2 separate regions of the Anas platyrhynchos genome follow, and region 2 is linked to region 1. Evidence: chromatin contacts called from public Hi-C data. All regions are on one chromosome and are shown on one strand. The core of a region is the stretch at or near the end of the contact, and the rest is flanking DNA. Distances in the headings are between cores, read along the strand shown.

Evidence for each region. Hi-C and Micro-C count contacts between places; a contact is called where the count stands out from the background.
Region 2: a contact with region 1 is called in a Hi-C map of skeletal muscle, with 3 times the contacts expected there. The contact joins two enhancer-like sites. A contact is called at or near these places in 2 of 8 Hi-C or Micro-C datasets (liver and skeletal muscle).

What each region holds. Positions count from the first base shown.
Region 1 is chr23:2,433,730-2,438,005 of IASCAAS_PekinDuck_T2T, reverse strand. The region is part of intron 2 of LOC119713503 (a long non-coding RNA gene); the gene reads left to right. Among named protein-coding and RNA genes, the nearest start is that of STC1, 68 kb to the right of the region's middle. Within about 2 kb of position 2,110, at least 4 of the 8 cell types and tissues checked have an H3K27ac peak or open chromatin away from gene starts, as enhancers often do.
Region 2 is chr23:2,475,678-2,479,953 of IASCAAS_PekinDuck_T2T, reverse strand. It overlaps LOC119713502 (zinc metalloproteinase-disintegrin-like ohanin), which reads right to left. Exons shown (of 24, transcript XM_038166993.2): 24 at 3,375-4,276. All of the region lies in intron 2 of LOC119713503 (a long non-coding RNA gene), which reads left to right. Among named protein-coding and RNA genes, the nearest start is that of NEFM, 99 kb to the left of the region's middle. Within about 2 kb of position 2,488, at least 2 of the 8 cell types and tissues checked have an H3K27ac peak or open chromatin away from gene starts, as enhancers often do.

The DNA of each region.
Region 1 (4,276 bases), core at 861-3,360:
AGCAAAGCAGAGCCCTAGTAGGGGTGTGATGGTCACTGCCGAGGCCTAGTTTTGTTGTACAGTAGGTGTCTTTGGAGTGACAGCTGAATAATTCATAACTCAGGCAGACGGTGAATTGGTGGAGCATTACTGCTTCACTTGCAGTTTTAAAGCAGTCAGTATGGTCTCATTTCAATTCCATTTAAATGGGAAGAAACGCAATAGGAGGGATTGTCTGTGTCACGCGGAACAGAGTCTGAGAGATTGGTGTTAGCCCAGATCTTTTTCCCTAGGCTAATTTTGATGAAAGAGCGATCCAAAGCTGTGCAGAGCAGAGGATGGGCACAGCCGCGGGGACACAAAGCCTTAAGGATGCAGAAGGTGCTCAGCGCCACTGCTCCGTGGGTGCTGTGTGACAAGCAGAGCAATGCTGCATGGCACCGGGCCTGGAGCGGTATCACTCATCCGAGAGGCTGATCTGAGCACACTGACTTCTTCTGGTAGAAGCAGGAGAGGTGCCAGGACCCTCAGCTGTGGTGTTCACCTGGCCTTGGTCCTTCTCCGCATCTCCAGAGCAACTTGGGCTCTGCTGCCTGTTCTCTCGGGGTGCTTTCTGTTCTCTACTCCCTATCTCAGAGGCCAAAACCTCACACTTCTGAGGCAGGGATCAAAAAGCTTCTTAACTGCAGCACAAACCAAGTTTTACAGGGCTGTTGGAGCAGTGCATGAACTCTGTGCTGCAGATGATGACTTCAGGCCTGGTTTGTGAGAGGAAGCTGGCAAGCAAGGAAGAAAAGTTACCGAGCTTTCAGTCATCCCTCTGTTCTTCACCAGAAACCACTAGAAAGTGTTGTTTGTTACCATGCCACAGTGGTATGATGACATGGCCTGGGAAAACTTGAAGGGGAAAACAGGTCCCCACTTCCCTCCTTCCTCTACTCCCCTGCAGGCAGATAAAACATCTGAGCTTTTCTTGCTTAAAAGTCTTTGGCCAGTCCTTCCAGCCCTCTCAGAGTTCAGGTGAGACTGAGCTGTCCAGGCAAGGATGGGTAATGCTAGCCAAGGTGTCCTGGAAAACCTCCAAGAAAGGCCATTTCAGTTCCCAATCCAGAAGGTTGTGGTTTTATACAGGGGACATACTTCCCAGCCCCATGCAAATATCCTAGAATCTCAAATGGCATTAGCTATCTATGTTCTGGCAACTGTTCTTGCACCCCCTAAATTCCCTTTTTAAGCTATAGAAACAATGAATCTGGTACTGGACATGGTTAGTCTCCTATAACAAATTATTAACAGTGAAGAAAAGGGATGAGGTTTGGACGAAATTTTCCAAAAACCCAGGGGAGAGGTATCTATATCGCACAGCAAATGCTGCTACCTGCACCCTCGTCATTTTTGTGCTTGCAGAGAAACTGGCTGGCAAGTACACCAGCTCAGGCAATTAATCCTGGGGAGGGGGGGGAGAAGGAACAATTTTATGGATTGAGCAACACAGAGACAGAATTAAGTTGTTTTTTTTTTAGGGTTTGCATGATACATTTGCCTTGCAGTGGCCTAGAATTTTTGCTCTGTGGGAAATTTTCACAGAAGGGAACAGGGCAGAAACTTTGATTTCTAGTTCTGAGGAGAGGAGCTCCCTTTCCCAGCAGTTGTTGTTTTTATTAAGTTAATAATAAGAACAGCTAACAAACAGAGTTAAAACTCTGAGTTTACCACATTCAGTAGCTGGATCCTGAATAGGAAATAAGCCTGGAAAGTACTGTGTCAAACTCACTCTGAGAGGTAATAGAAAACTACACAGCGAAATTCAAAGCCAGTAAACTGTTAACCTGTATTTACCCAGGCAGTATAGCACGAAGACACCTCTTACGTACTCCAAACAGAAATAGTTACATGGTTTGGATCATTCCTGCACAGTTCTCTTGTTTTAAAACTGCTGTGTGCCATTTTCATGTTTCTGAGACATTGTTGGTAATGCCTAAGCCGAGAAAAATCCTTGTTGGCCAGGTGAGTACAAGGCTTTGCCAAGGGCAGGGTGGACTCGGCTGTAGAATTAGCTGGTATAACTGTGGTTTAAATCAGATGTTTTGGAAGATGAGCAATGCTGGTGTCCACAGGAGGGAGCCAAATACATTACTCTCAGAAGAAACACCTTTGGTTTCAGTGTCTTTATCTGCTGTTCCTGTATGAAAAGGAGTAAGGCCAATGGCATCCTCAGTACATAGTGATGGAGTCTGATGCACCATGGCAAAGGGAACTAAAACTTATCCAGATTATCTCAAAGTATTCAGGGAAAAAAAAAATAAATCATGTTGAGATGTATCTTACAGCTGTGATACCAATTTTTAATGATGGAGAGGAAAAGAGTCCTTTCTTGACCAGCAGTAGACATGCTTGAAAGAAATGTCTACTGCAATTTTTTTCTGCTCTCACACTGAACTGGAGAGGGCTGAGGCTGTTCCTCATCTCCCTTTTGTTCTGGATGAAAAGCCACATGGGTGTTTGTGTCTCTGTGGGCTGATCTCTTCTCTCTGGTGACCAGCAATAGGACCTGAAGGAACGGCATGAAGCTGTGTCAGGGATGTTCAGGCTGGATATCAAGAAAAGGTGCTTCACCAAGAGGGTGGTCAGGCACTGAAGTAGGCTCCCCAGGGAAGTGGTCATGGCACTAAGCCTACTGGGGTTCAAGAGCCATTTTGGACAATGCTCTCAGATGTAGGGTTGAATTTTCAGTTGGTCCTCCTTGGAGCCATGAGTTGGATGTGATCCTTGTGGGTCCCTTCCAACTTGGGAGTTTCTATGATTCTAGTTCCTCAACCCTTATCACAGACCCACCTGCCATCACATACCCTGGGGAACGGTGATTTTTAGATCAAAAAGATGTGGAAAACCCTCTTTAAGGAAGCTGGGCCCTTTGTGGAGTGGCTGCAGGAGGGCCGTGTCAGAGGCAGTGCCCTTGCAGGGAAAGCAGCCTCAGATCTGCAAACCTCTTCCTGTGTCTTGTGTTTCTTTTTTTCCCCCTCTAAACAAAACTTCAGCTTTGGTATGTGGCCTGTTGCTGAATGAGGAAAACATAACGAAAAGAAAGCTTTCAACTGACTAAAAATAAACAGTGTTTTTTATAAATATGCTGGCAAATTTCACAGAAGGATGGGATTTCTTCATCTTCAACTTCATGAGAGACACTGGGGGTAACTTTTCCATATTAAAAAGAATTCATTATTATTATATTTCTGGTATTTGTTAAATTCCGTGGGTTTTTGAGCTGTTTGCTGACATCTGACATTGTTTTGGGATTGCACTTGGAGATGAGGTAGTGTGCACATTTGCTTTTGCTTTGAGAAAGGGTGACCTTTCTCAGCCCACTGAGGGCTGCAGCCTGGTTCCTTTTATCTGCATCCCAAAATGGTAACAGCAATAGACAACACATCCTGCCAGTCCACAGCCGGGCTAACTGCTGTCATGCACGAAATGACCTGGTGCTGGTTTTTTGACCGTGACAGAGGTGGATAGGGTTGGGGCCTGTAAGTTGGCAAACCTGGTTCGTTGCTTCCTAAATCATCAGAATGAGGTGAGGAATATTGATGCCATCTCTTCTCCTTCAGCTGCCTGTATAATCCTAGTAATTAAAAATGCCGGTTTTCTTTAAATGGCTTTGTGCCTCTTGCGTGGATGATGCTGGTTAAGAGCAAAACCCTATCTCCAAGCGTTTATCAGTAGTATGGGAACATGGTGCCACAGCCGGATTCTGGAGAGACAAAACAAGTGGTATTTCATACAATTGCTGGATTAATGATAAAAAAGCGTAGAATAGCCAAAGTAGTTGCCCACAAAAAGGCTAAAGAACAAATGACGGCTAAATAACACTGTATATAATTCATAACAGCTACGGGACTGAAAAGAAAATAGATATGTCGTGCAATGTTTTTTCATATGTTAGAAGAATACATTCCTTTCCCCTGTGCTGTAGTTATGAATTTGTCAGGGTTCACGTTTTTCCTCTTATTATTTCCCATTGTTAAAGGTCATCAGGCTTTAAAAATATGGATAGCCTGCGTCTTTTCTCTAATCCATCTAATGTGCTGTATCCAAAGATTAAATCCCTGACAGAACAGTGTCGGATGAATCCTCCTCCTCTACCCCCAAGCTCTTGTGTGAGTGGCAGGATGGATTCTGGTAACACCAGGATGGAGTTTTAATGAAATACAGGTTATTATTCACAGTAATTGATTGTGAGGCTTGCAAGGAACAGAAGCAATTGCTTAGCTTTGTCCTGCTGTGACTTGGGCTGTCTTTG
Region 2 (4,276 bases), core at 1,239-3,738, 42 kb before region 1:
TGGACTGGGTGTATAGGAGATGCTAAACTCTTCTGAAAAGCCAGCCCTCGACTGCAGCTGCTAAGTGCCAAGAAATCTGACCGCTGGCATGGGAGCCAGTCCCTCAGCACCTCTGGAGAGTCACAGAGGGAGCGGTGCCTTAAAATCTGGTTGTAAGCTACATGAGCGGTGTCACGCTGGCAGTGGGGTTTTTCGTGCTGTGCTCAGGTGTGTGTAACAAGAAAGAAGGCATCAAGGCATCGTATGCAGTGTGAGAGCTGTGGACTCAGATGCCCGCAGCCAAGTATGTAGGAGCTCAGTCGGCATCTCTGCAGGGGGGGAATCTTATTCATCTGTTCCAGCACCTTGACTGGGAGACTGCGCTGTGCTTTTTCAGTTTTCTTGTCTGTTCAAGTCATCCCGTGGGTCTTCTACTGTTGTGAAGCCTTATCACGGAAGAGGGCTGGGTAGCGTGTTTTTTTTTTTTGTTGTTTTTTTTTTTTTTTTGAGGAGCTAATTTATAAAACATGTTTAGCAATTCGTCCCAGCACTTTAACGGGAAGTACCCGCTGATGGGATTCGGGGACATGTCCGTGACAGCTGCAAATTGACATGGAAAATACATTACTCTAGTGCACTTAAGGACTTGAAAAGATAGTTTCAGTGCATGGTAGGACAGTTGTTTTCTCTCTACATGCGTGGACGGATGTAAGAGACCTTTTCTGTATTTGCAGCACAAAGTAAGCACACCCAGACTTTCCTCACCTGTACTGGGGCTTGCTGGAAAAATTCTCCTGTCTTTCACATGAGTTTTTTGACTCCCAAAGAGGGGAAACTGCTGTTCCCAAAGTCCCATTAAGTGGTGCTATTCCTTTTATTTATCTTGCTGCTTTGTTTTCTGTACTCAGATCTATTTCAGCAGGCACATGACCAACGTTACCCTTTTGGTCCTGGGTATCAGCATAGACCAATCCCATGGCAACTGCTCTCCCTTTTTTAATAGCTCTTGCAGACACATCTATCAATATTTCAGCCTCCACTTTTTTTTTTTTTCCCTAGACCTTCAAAAGGCCAGGGCCATGCATTATGCAGAATTATTTATGGATCTAATGTCAGTAACAGCCCATTAATATCTGTGCCACTTTTCTAAAGATTGCTTTAAAGTGATCCGGGGGCTGTGGCAATTGCTGGCGGCCCGACAGACATCCCTGCTCCTTCCCCAGGGCCTCCCATTTCCCCGGCACCGGAGGAAGATCAGAGGCATCCAGTAATGCTGTACTTGGGAAGTTATCGATAAACTGACGATTAAAGCCTGGCACTTCTCAGCCCTTGGTAAATAATACCAAGGAGCTGATGGCTGGGGTTCACACTCACTGATATTACCCGTCAGTGGCAAGTGACATCGTAGGGAGAGACATTTTCTTTGTGGCACTGGAGAGCCGTTACCCCAGCTGGGTTGTAGATAGACAGAAGGGTCTGCATTTTCAGGGTCTGTCAGTTAGGAAATCTGCAATATTTCTATGAATTTTGACTGATTTGCACATCAGTCAACTCAATCTGCAGAAGCTATGAAAGATCTACTGGCATAAGGAAGCAAAAAGAGGAGAAAATCTTTAATTTCATGTTACAAGTGACATTTGCTATTTATTTTGATAGGTCTGATTCTGAGTTTGGACAGTATTTTATTTTCTGGTCAGTAAACCCAGGATCAATTAGGTCTGCCTCTTGCTGTGTGGAGCTCAAAGCATGTACTGTCTGTGGTGTCATGTTAGGGCTGGGTTGAGGCTATTTATTAGATGCCTGGTGCCTCCGTGTCTGAAAATCTGAACGTGCTCCAATCTCCCCACTCTTCCTGGCTGATGGTGTCCTTGCTAATGTCTCCGAATCCATAGCTCAAGGTCAGAGGATGTAGTAAATTCAGAATTGATTTGTTTGAGGTGATAGCAGTCATCCCATAGCCAGCCAGAGGAACTTCTTTTCCATGTCCCATTGCCCTCTAATGGCCAGTGTTGCATTTGCACATCAAAGTGGACAACTAAGAGAGCCAGACGAGAAATACTGAGGAATCTGCTCTGTTGTGATGGTCCAGTGTTTGCCTGTTTCCAATAGTCCTCCAAAACTATTAATAATGAAGGTCGATTTGGGGGTGTAAGAGCAAAGGGCTTCTGCTTTCTTGGGAGTGACATCCTTCAGAGATGGAGGGAGGGAGGGAGGGAAAAGAGGGATGAGAGAGGATGGTAAATTCAGAGGTCAGAAAGAATCAGAAGAGAGACATTTTGGGGTCCCTGGGAGTAAGGGGAGATGGAGTGCTCACTCATACAGACAGAAGAAAGGAACAACAGTGTGAAACGGCTTTGCTTTTGCACTGGGAGCAAGACAAAGGTGCTGCGTGTGGTTCCTATAGAGAAGATGCAAATTCAGCCAGGGCCAATTCTGTGATGGTGACTGTACCATGCTCAAGATCCCTTCTGCATCCTGCTGCATGATGCCAGCAGACGGCTTGCTGCTCTCCTGCACCATGTGCATGTGGCAGACCGTGTTGAGCAGGGGACCCTTAGCCAGGAATAAGGGGACAGCTGGACCCAGATAAACTACTGCAAGTCAGCACAAAGTGTGAGAGCACAGAGGGAAAAGCAGCTGATAACGTAGTAGGCCTTTGGGACTACATACTGCGGGCTCTGGACAACTGGAGCACTGTAGAGGTCTTCAGTTTTCGTGGGTTCACTTTCTTCTTGCAGTAGAGACTTTTTGACAGTAGATGTCATGTTTGCATAACAGAACAGCAGGCTGTACGTACAGCTCCTGCTCCGTCGCAGAGGATGCTATCATCCTTTTGTCCATCGGATGCTGGGGCCAAGAAAAGCTGTAAATCATAAACAGCTACAGGTGTGTTCTGTAATACATTTTCCTTAGGTTTCTACTGCTGAAGATGTTTGATAGCAGCACAGCATTTGTGGTTGGGTTGCAGTCTCTGCCTATTGAAAGTGTTCAGATATTAAGGGGGTTTTTGCCCATGCAGGTCAAGCACAGTCAGCAGGAGAACGCAAGCCCAAGCTGCATGGTTTGGGAGTTGGGTCTTGGAAAGGTACTCCCGCAAACACGTCTAAATTTCAGCTTGCTTCAAATCTCTACATCCTCGGAAAGATCTTGAGTACTCACAAAGTGGAAAAGGTTGAAAACCATGGAGAAATAGGTCTTAAGTAGGTAGAGAAAATGTGATGTAGTATTTTGTCAACCCAGCTTTACTGGATAAGCTGGCAGGGGTTTGAAATACTTGTGAATTATCTTTTTGGTCCAAACTGGGAGGTTTAGGGATTTGGTGATTGTTTTGTATGATTCCATTTTACACTATTGTCAAGTGTATTGGATGCAAATGATTGTCATTAAACTGGAGGTAGTTTTGTGACAGAACACTTTTAATACAGAAAATATTGTAAATACATTAATTACAGTTCATAAAAAAAAAGTTCTAAATCTTTATACCCGAGTCAAATACGGATACATTAAAATCCATTTTTGACTAAAATAACAAAGCAATTATACAAAGCGGAAGAAAGCCATGCTCTTCCAAAACTACCTCGCTCCTCAAACCGAAGACGGTAATTTCATCACAACTGTATTTTGCGGGGTGTACCATAACTGATTGGCACTGTCAAAGCACACCTAGCCCCAAAGAAAAAATTGAATTTTATATATATTTCTATATATGTATATATGTACATATATATATGTATTTCTGTCTCAGAGATGATGGGTCTGCGGTAATGATCACAGTGTGTAAGGAGGCTCTGTTTTTAAAAAGTGACTGTCCCGTTGTGTGGCCAGCACCAGAACAAGATAATATGGGTTGGGATTTCAGTGGGTGTGAGCTGGTTGGTGAACATGAGTAGAAGTTCTCGCACCCTCTGAGGATCAGGCTTATTTTAAAATCCTAACGTGTGCTGGGCAGAGCCAAATCCAGGTACAAGCATGCACAGCGCTGGCCTGAGGCCCCAGATTTTGTTTTGGCAGTTTGGCAGCTGTGCCATCTTCTCTGGCCACTATGCCCAAAGGCTGGAAACTGCACAGGCACAGTGTAATTGATTTGGAAAGCCAAAGGACTGCTCTGATTTTGATCCCGATCCAAACACAAATCCAGTTCAAACTGGAATCTCCATAAAATCTTGAGTACTTTGGGTTGAGGACAATTTTGTTCCTTTTTTTTTTTTTTCTGGTAAAAATTTTTTTATTCCTTGAAAAACACTTCTGTGTGCTTTAACTTAAAAATATCGATGCCAACCACATGAAAGGTATCGGT